Linked DNA regions of Mus musculus: region 2 is linked to region 1. The links are chromatin contacts, called in public Micro-C maps. All regions are on one chromosome and are shown on one strand. Each heading gives the region's core, a stretch centred on a gene start, on an enhancer-like site or on the middle of the called end of the contact. The rest is flanking DNA. Distances are from core to core; before and after follow the strand shown.

Evidence for each region. Hi-C and Micro-C count contacts between places; a contact is called where the count stands out from the background.
Region 2: a contact with region 1 is called in a Micro-C map of granulosa cells, with 2.6 times the contacts expected there. The contact joins two enhancer-like sites. A contact is called at or near these places in 1 of 484 Hi-C or Micro-C datasets (granulosa cells) and 1 of 9 other capture datasets (liver).

What each region holds. Positions count from the first base shown.
Region 1 is chr1:72,460,316-72,466,331 of GRCm38.p6, reverse strand. All of the region lies in intron 1 of Marchf4 (membrane associated ring-CH-type finger 4), which reads left to right. Among named protein-coding and RNA genes, the nearest start is that of Gm39661, 50 kb to the right of the region's middle. Within about 2 kb of position 3,636, at least 8 of the 459 cell types and tissues checked have an H3K27ac peak or open chromatin away from gene starts, as enhancers often do. A contact at or near this core is called in granulosa cells, where this site is marked.
Region 2 is chr1:72,852,380-72,858,395 of GRCm38.p6, reverse strand. It overlaps Igfbp2 (insulin-like growth factor binding protein 2), which reads right to left. Exons shown (of 4, transcript NM_008342.3): 4 at 5,922-6,016. Igfbp5 (insulin-like growth factor binding protein 5) reads left to right here. Exons shown (of 4, transcript NM_010518.2): 4 at 1-331. Among named protein-coding and RNA genes, the nearest start is that of Igfbp5, 19 kb to the left of the region's middle. Within about 2 kb of position 3,570, at least 21 of the 459 cell types and tissues checked have an H3K27ac peak or open chromatin away from gene starts, as enhancers often do. A contact at or near this core is called in granulosa cells, where this site is marked.

The sequences.
Region 1 (6,016 bases), core at 2,387-4,886:
ATGCTGGGACTCTGGGTGGGTTTGGAATGTGTGTCACCATGTGAGAATGTCTCTTGGGCTGGGGTTGGCTTGCATTTTCAACATGAGGACCGAATGGTGGTGTCCACCCAAGGCTGCTGAATGTTCATGAATGGACACTGTCCTCTGCCCTCAGACGGAAACGCGCTGGTCTGTATATATCCCCCACACCTCCACACCCCTACATCTTCACCCTGGTCCTCTGCCACCTGGTCCCCATACAGGTTTCTATGCCTGAGTTCAAAGAGGACATTGGGAAGTGGTGCTGGTGAGAAAGATAGGTTCTCTTGGGTTCCTTCCATTTGTTGGGATTGGGGGCAGTCTAACCAGAGACTAGAGTAGGGAAAGAATATCTTTAAGACACTCCCTGCAGGGCAGTGGTGGCACACACCTTTAATCCCAGCACTTGGGAGGCAGAGGCAGGTGCATTTCTGAGTTTGAGCTCAGCCTGGTCTACAGAGTGAGTTCCAGGGCAGCAAGGACTACACAGAGAAACCCTGTCTCGAAAAACCAAAAACCAAAAACCAAAAAAAAACCCCAAGACACTCCCCACCCTCCACCCCATTCCAAAAGAAAGAGAGAGAGAGAGAGAGAGAGAGAGAGAGAGAGGGAGAGGGAGAGGGAGAGGGAGAGGGAGAGGGAGAGGGAGAGGGAGAGGGAAGGAGATGGGCAGGGGGAGAGGGAGGGGGAGAGGGAGGAAGGGAGGGGGAGGGGGAGGGAGAGAGAGAGAGAGAGAGCCAGAAGGTAAGGACTATAGAATTCTTTGAAACAGAAAATAAAATTGCCAAGATAACAGCAGCCACAGTGACTTGGAGCCGCTTACTTTGGAGCCCGCAGCCTGGAGTCTATTCACACGCCAGAGTCATTCAAATTCGCTTAGCATGCTTTCTGCTGACAAGGAGCGGCAGCCAAGATTTCAGGAATAGTATGCTTTCCCGAGAGGCGTGAAAAGAACCGAGCTGGGTTTGCAGCAGACTCTGGCATGGGCAAGGTCCTGCAGGGAAGTGGGGCCTTGTCTTGGGAGCATGGAACCTGAACAGGGCTCAGAAAGAGGAAGGAATCTCTTCTGTGCCATGGGATCCTCCTAAGGGCTTTAGGTTGATCTGTGTAAGTCTGCCGTTCAACCTGTGGGTCATGACACCCCTGAGAGTCACGGGTCAGATATCCCACATATCAGATGTTTACATTATGATTCATAAAAGTAGCAAACTTGCAGTTATGAAGTAACAACCAAATACTTTTATGGCTGAAGGTCAGCACAACGTGAGGAACTGTGTTAAAGGGCTGCAGTGTTAGGGGAGTTGAGAACCACAGCTCTAAGTGAAGCACAATGACTGTGAGGTTGATTTGAGGAGGAAGTCAGATCCACAGGAGGAACCGACAAACAATACACAGGCTTACTGTAATCCCTTTTAAAGGCAGGCAAGAGAGATTACAAGCAAGAGTCTTTCCTTCTCTGAGTCCTCCTCTGTTGCTAAACTCTTTTTCTTAATTATAATTATTAATACATATTAGTTATACACACTAGCGAGTTTCACTACAATTTTCATGCATTGATATAGTATGCTTTTTGACCATGGTCACTCCCATCTCCTTCCTATTCTTTCTGTCTTTCTTTTCTTCTTCTTTTTTCTTTCTGGTCTTTAGGCCCCGTCCTCCCTACCTCACTATCCTCTAGTGTTCCCATGCACACATAAGGCCGCAGCTGTACCCAAAACAGGAGAGGGAAAGACTGATGCCTGCAAACACCCGTAACTCAATACCAACCCCCACCCACTGTCACAGAAGGTAGAATTCACGAATGTGGAAAAGCAGGCTTGGGGAGGAGGGTCGTGGAGGCAGGAGGATGCATAAGGATCTGGGGCACTGGTTTTCTTTGTCCCTCCCCCCAACGTGCCAGGGCAGATATCAAACACCTGGAAACCCAAAGCTTTCCTGCAGGTATCACCGAACCCTATATTCCTGGCTCACAGCATCTTCAGACCCGTGGCTTTCAGGACAGCAAAGTACATTACTTGGTGAAGCGACAATAGTTATAGTGCTCTCATTTGCAGAGCTGGCACCTCCCTCCTCCTGTTAGGGTGTGAAGTTACGGTAAAGGTAGGTAGGTATACATGGAAGGGCATGGTATAGTGCCATCACAGACACTCCCTGTGTGCTCCATAGGGCTCTAAGCATTTCTCATATCTTACCCCATTTTAATCCTTCTGAGAAACCTCTCTGGTCCTACTTTAACCTCTAAGGAAACTTGCCTAAGGTCATGCATAATGGAGCCAGGGTCCTCAGCAACGATGTCGTATCACCTCATGCACATATTAGAACCATGCTTGGCCCCTAGCACATATTCAAAGGCATGGACTATAGACTAGCAAGAGAGGCAACAACAGGCCAGGGGGTGGTGGCATACACATTCAATCCCAGCACTCCAGGGGCAGAAGCAGGTGGATCTCTATGAGTTCAAGGCCTACAGAATGAGTCCAGAACAGCCAGGGCTACACAGAAGAAACTGTCTTGAAACACAAACACACACACACACACACACATACACACACACACACACACACACACACACACACACACACAGAGAGAGAGAGAGAGACAGACAGACAGACAGACAGACAGACACAAAGAGACAGGGACAGGGACAGAGAGACAGTCAGAGAGACAGAGACAGAGAGACAGAGGACAGAGTGAGAGAGGACAGAGTGGAAGGAGAGAAGGAGAGAGAGGGGAGAGAAGGGGAGGGGGAGAGGGAGAGAGGAGAGGGAGAGGGAGAGAGGAGAGAGGAGGAGAGAGATGGGAGCTTGGAGCAACTTGCCCAATATCTTTCACCCAGCAAATGGGAGAATTGGTATTTGAACCCAGAATTCAAAGCCTGTGACAAGAATTGGCAGACAATGAGTCCTCAATAAGTTTTCACTCTCAGTGCCTATTTTTATCTTTGTGTACATAAAAGTCTCAAAGCAATGTAGGAGGCAGAAGGTTTGTTAATGAGTATCTGGTCCAACACGTTACAAAGTAGGTCTTAGCCAATTTTGCTTTAAGTGGGTCTTGGTGGAGTTGGAGTCTTTGGGTTACAGCCAGCATGGAGATACTAAATAAGACTCCCAAGGGATTCTGATGCAGCCTCAACTCTCAGAAACAGTGGATTCAGGTAGAGAACATTTAAACGCATAGTCACCAGCCAGACAGCGGGCAAGCTGGGACTGCACTGGGGAAAGGTCTTGCTCCTGTGCTTTGTAGGACGATCCTATGTACCTAGGGTCCTGATCTGAAGCGGCAGAAAGCAACAAGTGACTCCAGCTGTTTGCACCTGCAGCCTAAGCCCTCCGAATGCTGTATTAATCACAGTGAGTGAAAATTAATTTTAGGAGATTTTCACCACAGTTCCTCCAGGGAGCATCATGAGAGGTTTACAGAGTTGATGTTGTATACTCCTTTGCTAGTGTGCAAGGACCATACAGGACTGATTCAAGGGGACATGTCTGCACCTTCCCTCTAACCTGTCAGATGATTTGGCCTGGTTTTTGGAACAAAAAAAGAGAACGCAGTGACCCGGCATTCCTGAAACTTCCTGAGAAGTGTAGTGGCCCGGAACCTTGGACATGGGCCCAGCCCACTGTATGCAAATAGCCCAATTCTAGCTCCTCAAGGCTTATCTGAATTATGTTTTCCTCTTGAGCCAGCCAGAGGAACGAGGCCAGATCAGCCTTTAATTTTGGCTCTTTGGTAACGATAACGATGGTAATGATGAGTTAGACAGAAAGACAAACAGACATTAGATTACACATCTGGGCCATTCGAAATACAGATACAATTATGCCTCTGCACATTAAGCGTGACCTTCTTTCTTCCTGCCAGCCCTCAAATCCTGTGGTTTGTTTACTATGCAGACCATGTTCGACTTCACAGAATTGGATGTTATTTAAATTCAATTATTGTGAGGTTAAGTTCTTCTCTCTAGTAGCAGTTGAGTGAATTTAGAAGCAGTTAGAGGGAATAGGTACATTTATCTTATACCAGTTAAATTATAGGGAGAGAAGCAGGGTAGGAATAAAATAATTACCAGGATAATGAATGTCACAGTTTGGAGGGCTTGGGTTCAACTGTCCACCTTTCTTGTCCCTTTTAACATCCGATTGTTTTGAGACAATGAACAGATAAACCAGGACATTTTCCATGAAGATGCCTGTAGATTAACTGTGTGAGGCTGCCCGATTCTGGGTGTTTCTGAGAGTAAGTGCGTGGTATGAGAATAGAAACAGAAATAATTTTGTAGGTTAATTGGATTTAGTGCCGATAACTGCAGCTTATTAGGGCTTTAGGTCTCTTCTTGGTAATAGATTTCTCTCCTCTTTAGATCAAGTTATCTCACAATTCATAATTTCTCTCCAATATCACTGGCACGCTGATGGTCCCTTGAAGCCAAGATTTGGCCTTAGATCTATTGATGAAAGCATAGTGTGTGTGGGAAGGGGGTGTGGATGGGTGGTGGAGCTAAAAGACTCTTCAGAAAACAGAGCTGTTCATACACTTTCTCATACAGTATGCACAAAATTCAGGATGGCTTGTCTGTGAACAATAATGGATTTTCAGGTCTTGGGGCATCTATGAGGTCATTATCCGCCCTTCCCTCATCCTTCACAGTTTGGCAAGAAGGCCATCATGATAAGTCATTTTTGTCCTGATCCTGATGCCACAATACATTGACTCCCACAGTCTGGAGAATGAGGAAATGATTGTCTACTGTCCTGATGGAATGAGACACTGAAATTTTCCAGGTTACCCTCACTTTTTTCTTCTATGCACTAGCTCTTTTGGGCATTGTCTCTTCCTGTCTCAGCCTTTCTCCACAAACTCAGAATATGGCCACCCAAACAACTGATCAACATCTTGGACCCACGATATTGTTTGTTGTGCTTATAGTTGTGTGTGTGCACATGTGCGCAGGAATGCATGCTTGTGTGTGATCTTATGCACAAGCTATTAATAATCCTCACTGTTAACTGGTCACAGAATATGAGGCTTTAAAGAGCGATGGAAAACAGGGCCTGACTTTTCTTGTCAGCTACAAGTTATCATACCATAGACACAACCTAAGTCAGGCACTGGAAGTCTCTACCTTCTTTAGCATCTTCATGCCCCTACACACACACACACACACACACACACACACACACACACACACACACACAAACCCTATGACCTAATTCTTGCCCTTATGCCTATCCGTCCCTGTCACAATGCAGAGTTCTGGCCTGGAGGGGAAATTCTGACTTTAAAGTTTAGAGCCTACAGGCCTTCATACCACAACAGCTCCAAGACTGGACTTTCCTTCACTAATTTTTTTAATTAGTGATTTCCTTTACTCCTTGGAGCAATCTTTAGTGGATTAGTCTGCGTATGAAAATCTTTGTCTCTTAACTCTTTTTCAACAAATGTCTCCTTCCCCACTAAGGTTGGAAACTTGAGAGTGGAGGGAAGAGGAACTGAGAGCCTATTTTGATCTGTCCCCAACCCCTAACCCCCACCACACAGACATCAATTAATATCATATAAGCATGACCTAGAACTGATTCTGGAGATGGAGATGAAAGAAAGAGTAATAGGGTGCATATGTGTCTATCCAGTGAGGGAGATACCAATGGGGATGCGGCAAGGCCATCTCTCCTATCAGGACTAAAAAATGAATAGTTTTAAAGACAGGCTGCTGTGGGTGGAAGAAGAGATGAAGTCAGCAATGCCTGTGTGGAAAGAGGGAGCTGGGTAAACATTTGGTAAATGGAACTGGTTTCAGAGCCCAACTCGTTCATCTTCATGAGCATGCAACAAAGTCTCTGAATGGGCACTTCATTTGTGAAGTGGGAATGGTAATCACTAACCTCACTGTGCTGAGGTGGCAGACGACATTACATCTACACACATGGTCTACAGACATGAAGAGAGAGATACAGAAAAAAAGAAAAAGAAAAGAAGGAAGGAAACTAATACTTGAAGG
Region 2 (6,016 bases), core at 2,321-4,820, 390 kb before region 1:
TTCCGAGACGCCTACCGGTTGTTTTTGGTTTTTGTTTTGTTTTCTTTTGTTTGTTTGTTTGTTTTTTACAACAGCAATAACCACATCACATATTACTGTAGCTCTCTATAGTGTTACGTTCAGACACCGTAGCTCTGTCCTCTCTTATTTTGTTGGTTTTGACTTAAAAAAAAATACTTATGCTTTTTACTGGTGAAACAGATTGAAAAAAAAATTGAACAACAAACCAGTTTGTGAAAAAAAAAAAATGGGAAAAAAAATCACCCCGATGTGGAAGAGCTCGGCTCCTCTTTAGCATTTTGTACTTAAGGAAATAAAAAAGAAAAACCTGGAAGATCTCACATTTTATTACAAAGTGAAGATTTCTGTATTCTATTTATTCAACTTATAATTTATGTTACTCCTTGATCTTTGTCTTTTGTCGTGACAAAGCATTTATTTAATAAAAGTGTGCATTCAGCTAGCTTGCATCGCCTTCCTCCTGGGGCAGAGGGCTCTGTGAGCACCCAGGCTGCCAACAGGAGGGGAAGGAGAGAGGATCCAAACCGGAGTGTGTCCTCCAGGGGGTCCCAGAATGGAGGAAGGCCACCAGCATCCCCCAACTCCACAGATTCTTCACCCATTCCAAGCCACCGCCTCTTTGAGCTCTCTGTATCCCCACACTATGGGTTCAACCCTACAGAGCTGAGGGACTCTGTAGACTCCAGAGACTAAATTATTCATAAAGCACACAGAACCGAGAGCACACATGTGTTCTACCATGGCTATAATTTAATATCTGCCACTGCTGGTGAACAAAGTAGTCTAACCCACCCTTAGACAAATCATGAGTCTCTTCTTGGACGGAATGCTAAGGAAGACATTTCTAGAATGTTCCTTAGTCCTTTACAAGTTCTTAAGTCGTGGAAACCTCTGGCCCAGGTGATGCCTATTTCCGGCCCCTCCCTGGCACCTCCACCTCTGTTTGTGCCCAGGGAAAAGCAAAGCTGTGGCCCTGACTGCTGGGGTTCAACCATGCCCTTTGCCTCAGTTTCCCCGTGGCCTTCCTTCCCAGCTTCTTCCAGCTCTTGGGCTCTCTGCCTAGCTCTCCATGGCCCAAGTTCATGCTCAATCGCTGCTCCTTAAGTCTGTCACGAACCACACACACATTACAGGCCTAGCTGGGGAGATGAAGGTGATGGACCATCCATTCTGCCCCCTCCACACACACACTAAATACTGAGGCTCGAAGGAGAGCTAGTATCCCGGACCTTGCAGTCATCTGGTAAGAGGGGCCTCGTTTCCCACAGTCCACTGGTCCTCTGGGAGCCATCAAACATCTTCCCTGGGGCTTCTCAGTCCTCCAGGTCACAGAGCCAGAGACCCAAACACCATGTTTTAGGTCAAAATGAAGTGTGGAAGATGCAGGCAGTGCTGCAGAGCGGGAACGGGTGCTTGTGAAAGTTGGCAGGGCAAGCGGAGGGTGCATGGGTGGCTCGCCATGTTAGGACACCTGGGAGAGTCTGCTGGCTTCTCTGTCAGAAGCTACTTGTCCTATGGTTACTATAGCCCATGCAATGTCTGAAGGAAGTAGGAGCCAGGGTTCTCCTCCTAGCTGTTTGTCCTCGGGGCTTATCCCCCTGAAGCCACATGAACGGAACCTGCTCCATATCCCTCCCGGCTCCGCAGGCCCTTATGTGGCCCTTGAAGCCTCGCCGTCTAACTCCTCACGACCTGTGGCCGTTCTGCCCCCTGGCTGCTCCAAACAATTCTTGATCAGAAGTCATAACCCACACGGCACATTCGGATCAGGCAACCTACCTGGACACTTACAGAGTGGACCGGAGCCTGGCTCCATTCTCTCTCCCATCCTCATTGGATGGCAGGCAGCTGGTCCAAGACCACGTGGCTCTGGTACCCTATTCAGTTCTTCCTTTTGCCACAATCCACTTAAGCCACACTCTGGGTCTCAGAACTCCCTGGTCTCCGATGACGTCATCACATCCACCCAACGGTCCGCGCCAGACCCCTAGGTATTAGTCCGGATTCCCCCACTTAGCTCTCCATCCAATGCTCCCAGCAGTCAGCTACTCCCTGAAAGCTCTCACTATCCTCCTTCTTCCTCGTTTGGATCATTTTCAGGGCTGCCTGGTGGATTCAACTCCATCTCTCCTCTCATGCCTTCTTCTCTCATCCACAATTGATTTCCAAACACATATCTAGTCTTATCCACCCTTGGCCTACGTTCAAGTCCCTCAGCAACACACCACATCCCTCCCGATAGGTTCCCTACAACGTTCCTCTTCAGCTGTCCCTCTGCTGCCTGCGCCCTAGGAATGACACCCATCCTCGGCCGTGTGCAGGCCTCCAGGCTCAGAGTGCAGCTCAGGCTTGAAGGCCTTCCACATGCTGCCTCCTCTTTCTGAACCCAATCCCTTAGAAAACATACACAGATGTGTGCACACGCAAGCTCTATTTCTTCATCTCAACTCTCCATTGCCGCTCCAAGGTGCCTTCCACAAGGCTGCTCGTCATTACACTACAGTGCTGGAGGATATGCCTCTGTCACATCATGCCATGAGACGGTCAATCATTTACAACACGGAAATGTAGACACTACAGGACAGAGGCCGTCATCTCTTGCAGCTCCACATGCAAACACTGCATCACCCTACTTAGCATGTAGTCATGACTACATTTAACCAACACTTACTGTGTGGCAGAAATGAATTTCTACCCTGCAAGCTGTTCTTTCAAACAGACATCATCCCAGTACTTAAAGCTGAGGTTTTAAAGGGTGTGTAGAAGTTAGAAATATGCACAAAGTCATACAATTTATAGTCAGGGACAAGCAAGGTCTTCCCAGTGTTGCTAGCACATCGAAGTACCAAAGATACACTTAGCAGATGCCACAGCTACAGCAGGGTGTCTGCAAATCCAGAGGGCACAGAGGAGGGCCAGCCTTGTGGACACGTACCCATGACATCACCTGGAGCTCAGAGCTCTAGTGTACTGTCTTTGGTGAACTTTCTTATCACTGCCTTGAAGTTCTTAGTAAGAACAAGAGGCCTCATAGTGTCCCAGGCCTTACAACTTAGGTCACTGGCCTTCCCTAGAAATCTTACAAGAGGTATACATAAAGATTCTCAGTCCCTGTTTCCACATCACCTAACTCTGGAAATCTATGGGAGAGCTTGTGAATCCTTATGAGAGAGCACCTCCATTTGACTTAATATAGGTTCCTGGGCCTCCCTTTAACTAATTGAAAAGCCAAAATGAGTTTGGCTGCAGTTACACATGCTGCCACATGGGGGCAGTATGGCCTCAGCGTTTAACAGTGGCCAGGCTTAAACTTCAGAGGTCTAGGTCTCCAGTGAGTGATGTGGGAACACATTCAATTAAAACCCTACCCAACCAGCCCCCTCTTTCAATGAACAGGGGACTAGCAATGGGCAGAGCAGGTTGTGGCAACATCAAGGGACTTTCACAAAATGTTTAGGAAGAAGCTCTCTGAGGCCCGTAGTAGCACAAGGATGACCCTGAAACATCCCTCTGATAGTGTTTCCCAGCAGCCTCCACAGGCTATGACCTTGTTCGTTGAAGATTAAACCATCCCCGCTAGGCCCAGGGGAAAATGCTCCCAAATGGGGATGCTTGATCCAGGGATGAGCCGCAACCTTGATACTGAGCAATAGGGCCTTTCTGGAAACCTTTGCCTGCCTGTAAAATGAAACTGGTAACTGTTTCTGTATCATGGGACTTAGTTGAATTCATGTATCTGTTCCATCCACCCTGAAGTAGCTCTTTTCCTGACAGGGGGTGTTCTCTAAGAATCTAATGTCCTGGCACCCGCCCAAAGTCCCAGGTGTCCCTCACCACCTCCGGATGTGCTAGATGATGAGTCTGAAGGGACTGAGCCAGCCCGCGAGAGAGGCCCCTCCACAGCCAGAGGGCTCAGGTGCAGACTGAAGTTGAGCTCAGCCTTGCACTGGGGAGAAAAATGGTTTGCCTTCCCCATGGCCCACAGCCAAAGGGTGAGGACAGTCCCTGGGCTTCACTGGGGCTTCCGGTACAGACAAAACATCGTGTTAGAGTCCTGCTACACATTGCTTCAAAAAGGGCTCCCCCACCCCCATACCCTGACTCAGTTCCCAGTCTCTTGGTCCAAGTTCTGTTCTTTTTTGAGACAGAGCTAAGGTGTCACCCTGGCTGTCCTAGAACTTGCTCTGGAAACCAGGCTGACCTTGAACTCAGACATCTGCCTGAAATGTGCACAAGCATGATCCAGTCTCAGCCCATGCTCTTTATCCACAGAGACCCCTTTGAAGCTGGCTGATTTGTTGATATGGGGCCAGTCACGCAAGCCACTCCAGGAGCAGCTTCTGAAAGCTCAGGGGTGACCTTTCTGAACAGCCCAGAAGCAAGGTCACCAGCCTTTCCTTGGGGGTTCAAGTGTAATTCCTTGTCCTGGACTGGGGTGGTGGTTTGAATGAAATGGTTTCATGGACCCATAGGAAGTGGCACTGTTAGGAGGAGTGGCCTTGTTGGAGTGGGTGTGACTTTGTTGGAGGAAGGGTGTCACTAGGGGTTCACTTTGAGGTCTCAGATGCTCAAGCCAGACCTGATGTCTCACTCTCTTCCTGCTGACTCTAAATCCAGATGTAGAACACAGGAACTCTCTAGCACCAAGTCTGCCTGCCTATTGGCATGCCACCATGCTTCCCACCGTAACAGACTAAACCTCTGAACTGTAAGTCGATCCCAATGAAATGTTTCCATTTAATTAAATCCCAATCAAAAGAGTTGCTGTGCTCATGTTTGAAGCAGAGACTGAAGGAAAGGCCATCCAGTGACTGTCCCATCTGGGAATCCATCCCGTATACAGTTAGTAAACCCAGACACTATTGTGGATGCCAACATGTGCTTGCTGACAGGAGCCTGATATAGCTGTCTCCTGAGAGGCTCTGCCAGTGCCTGACAGAGGTGAGTACACACAGCCATCCATTGGACTGAGCATAGGGTCTCCAGTGGAGGAGCTAGAGAAAGGACCCAAGTTGGAGCTGAAGGGGTTTGCAGCCCCACAGGAGGAACAACAATATGAACCAACCAGTACTCCCAGAGCTCCCAGGGACTAAACCACCAACCAAAGAGTACACAGGGAGGGACCCATGGTTCCAGCCGCATATGTAGCAGAGGATGGCCTTGTAGGAGGACATCAATGGGAGGAGAGGCCCTTGGTCTTGTGAAGGGTCCCACTGTAGGGGAATGCCAGAACAGGGAATCCGGAGTGGGTGGCTTAGTGAGCAGTGGGAGGGGGGATGGAATAGGGGAGTTCCAGAGGGGAAATGAGGAAAGGAAATAAAATTAAGTGTAAATAAAGAAAATACCTAATAAAAAGAAAATATGTCAGAAAAAAATGAGTTGCTTTGGTCAAGGTGTCTCTTCACAGCAATGGAAACCCCTAAGATACCTGAAAACTCCTTATTTCAGGGGGTAGGAGAGTCCCAATTTCAATGTTCCCCATTTCCCATCTCCCACTGCAATATCATCTGAAGCTTTCTACCGATGTTGCTTTGTATGGGTGTTTATATGCTGTGTAGCCCAGGCTAGACTAGACTCTCAGTCTTACCTGCTTCAGCCTCCCAAAAGCTGGGATTGTGGACTGTGCGTCCAGTGTCCAGTGTCCACACTCTTGTCCTCACTACCCATCTTCCTCAGTCAGTCCAGGGGGGTGGAAACCTTCCTTAGTGCAGCAGAGCCCTGGGTTCCACCGCAGGCCGGCATCTGGGTTCAGAAGCCTTTTTCTTGTCCCCATGTAAGATGGAAACAGTGACTTCCCCGCCATTCCAGGTATTAGGGACAAGGTGGGCATGAGCTCAGCAGACCATCCCCCCCCAAGACTCTTTCCCGGGACACCCCAAAGACTCAAGTAAGACACACACTTTTTATTTTTCCTTCCTTTAATCTTAAGTAAAAGAGACACAGGGATTCAAAAATAAAAATTTCTTTCCCCATTCCCAGGCCTGTACCCAGTGCC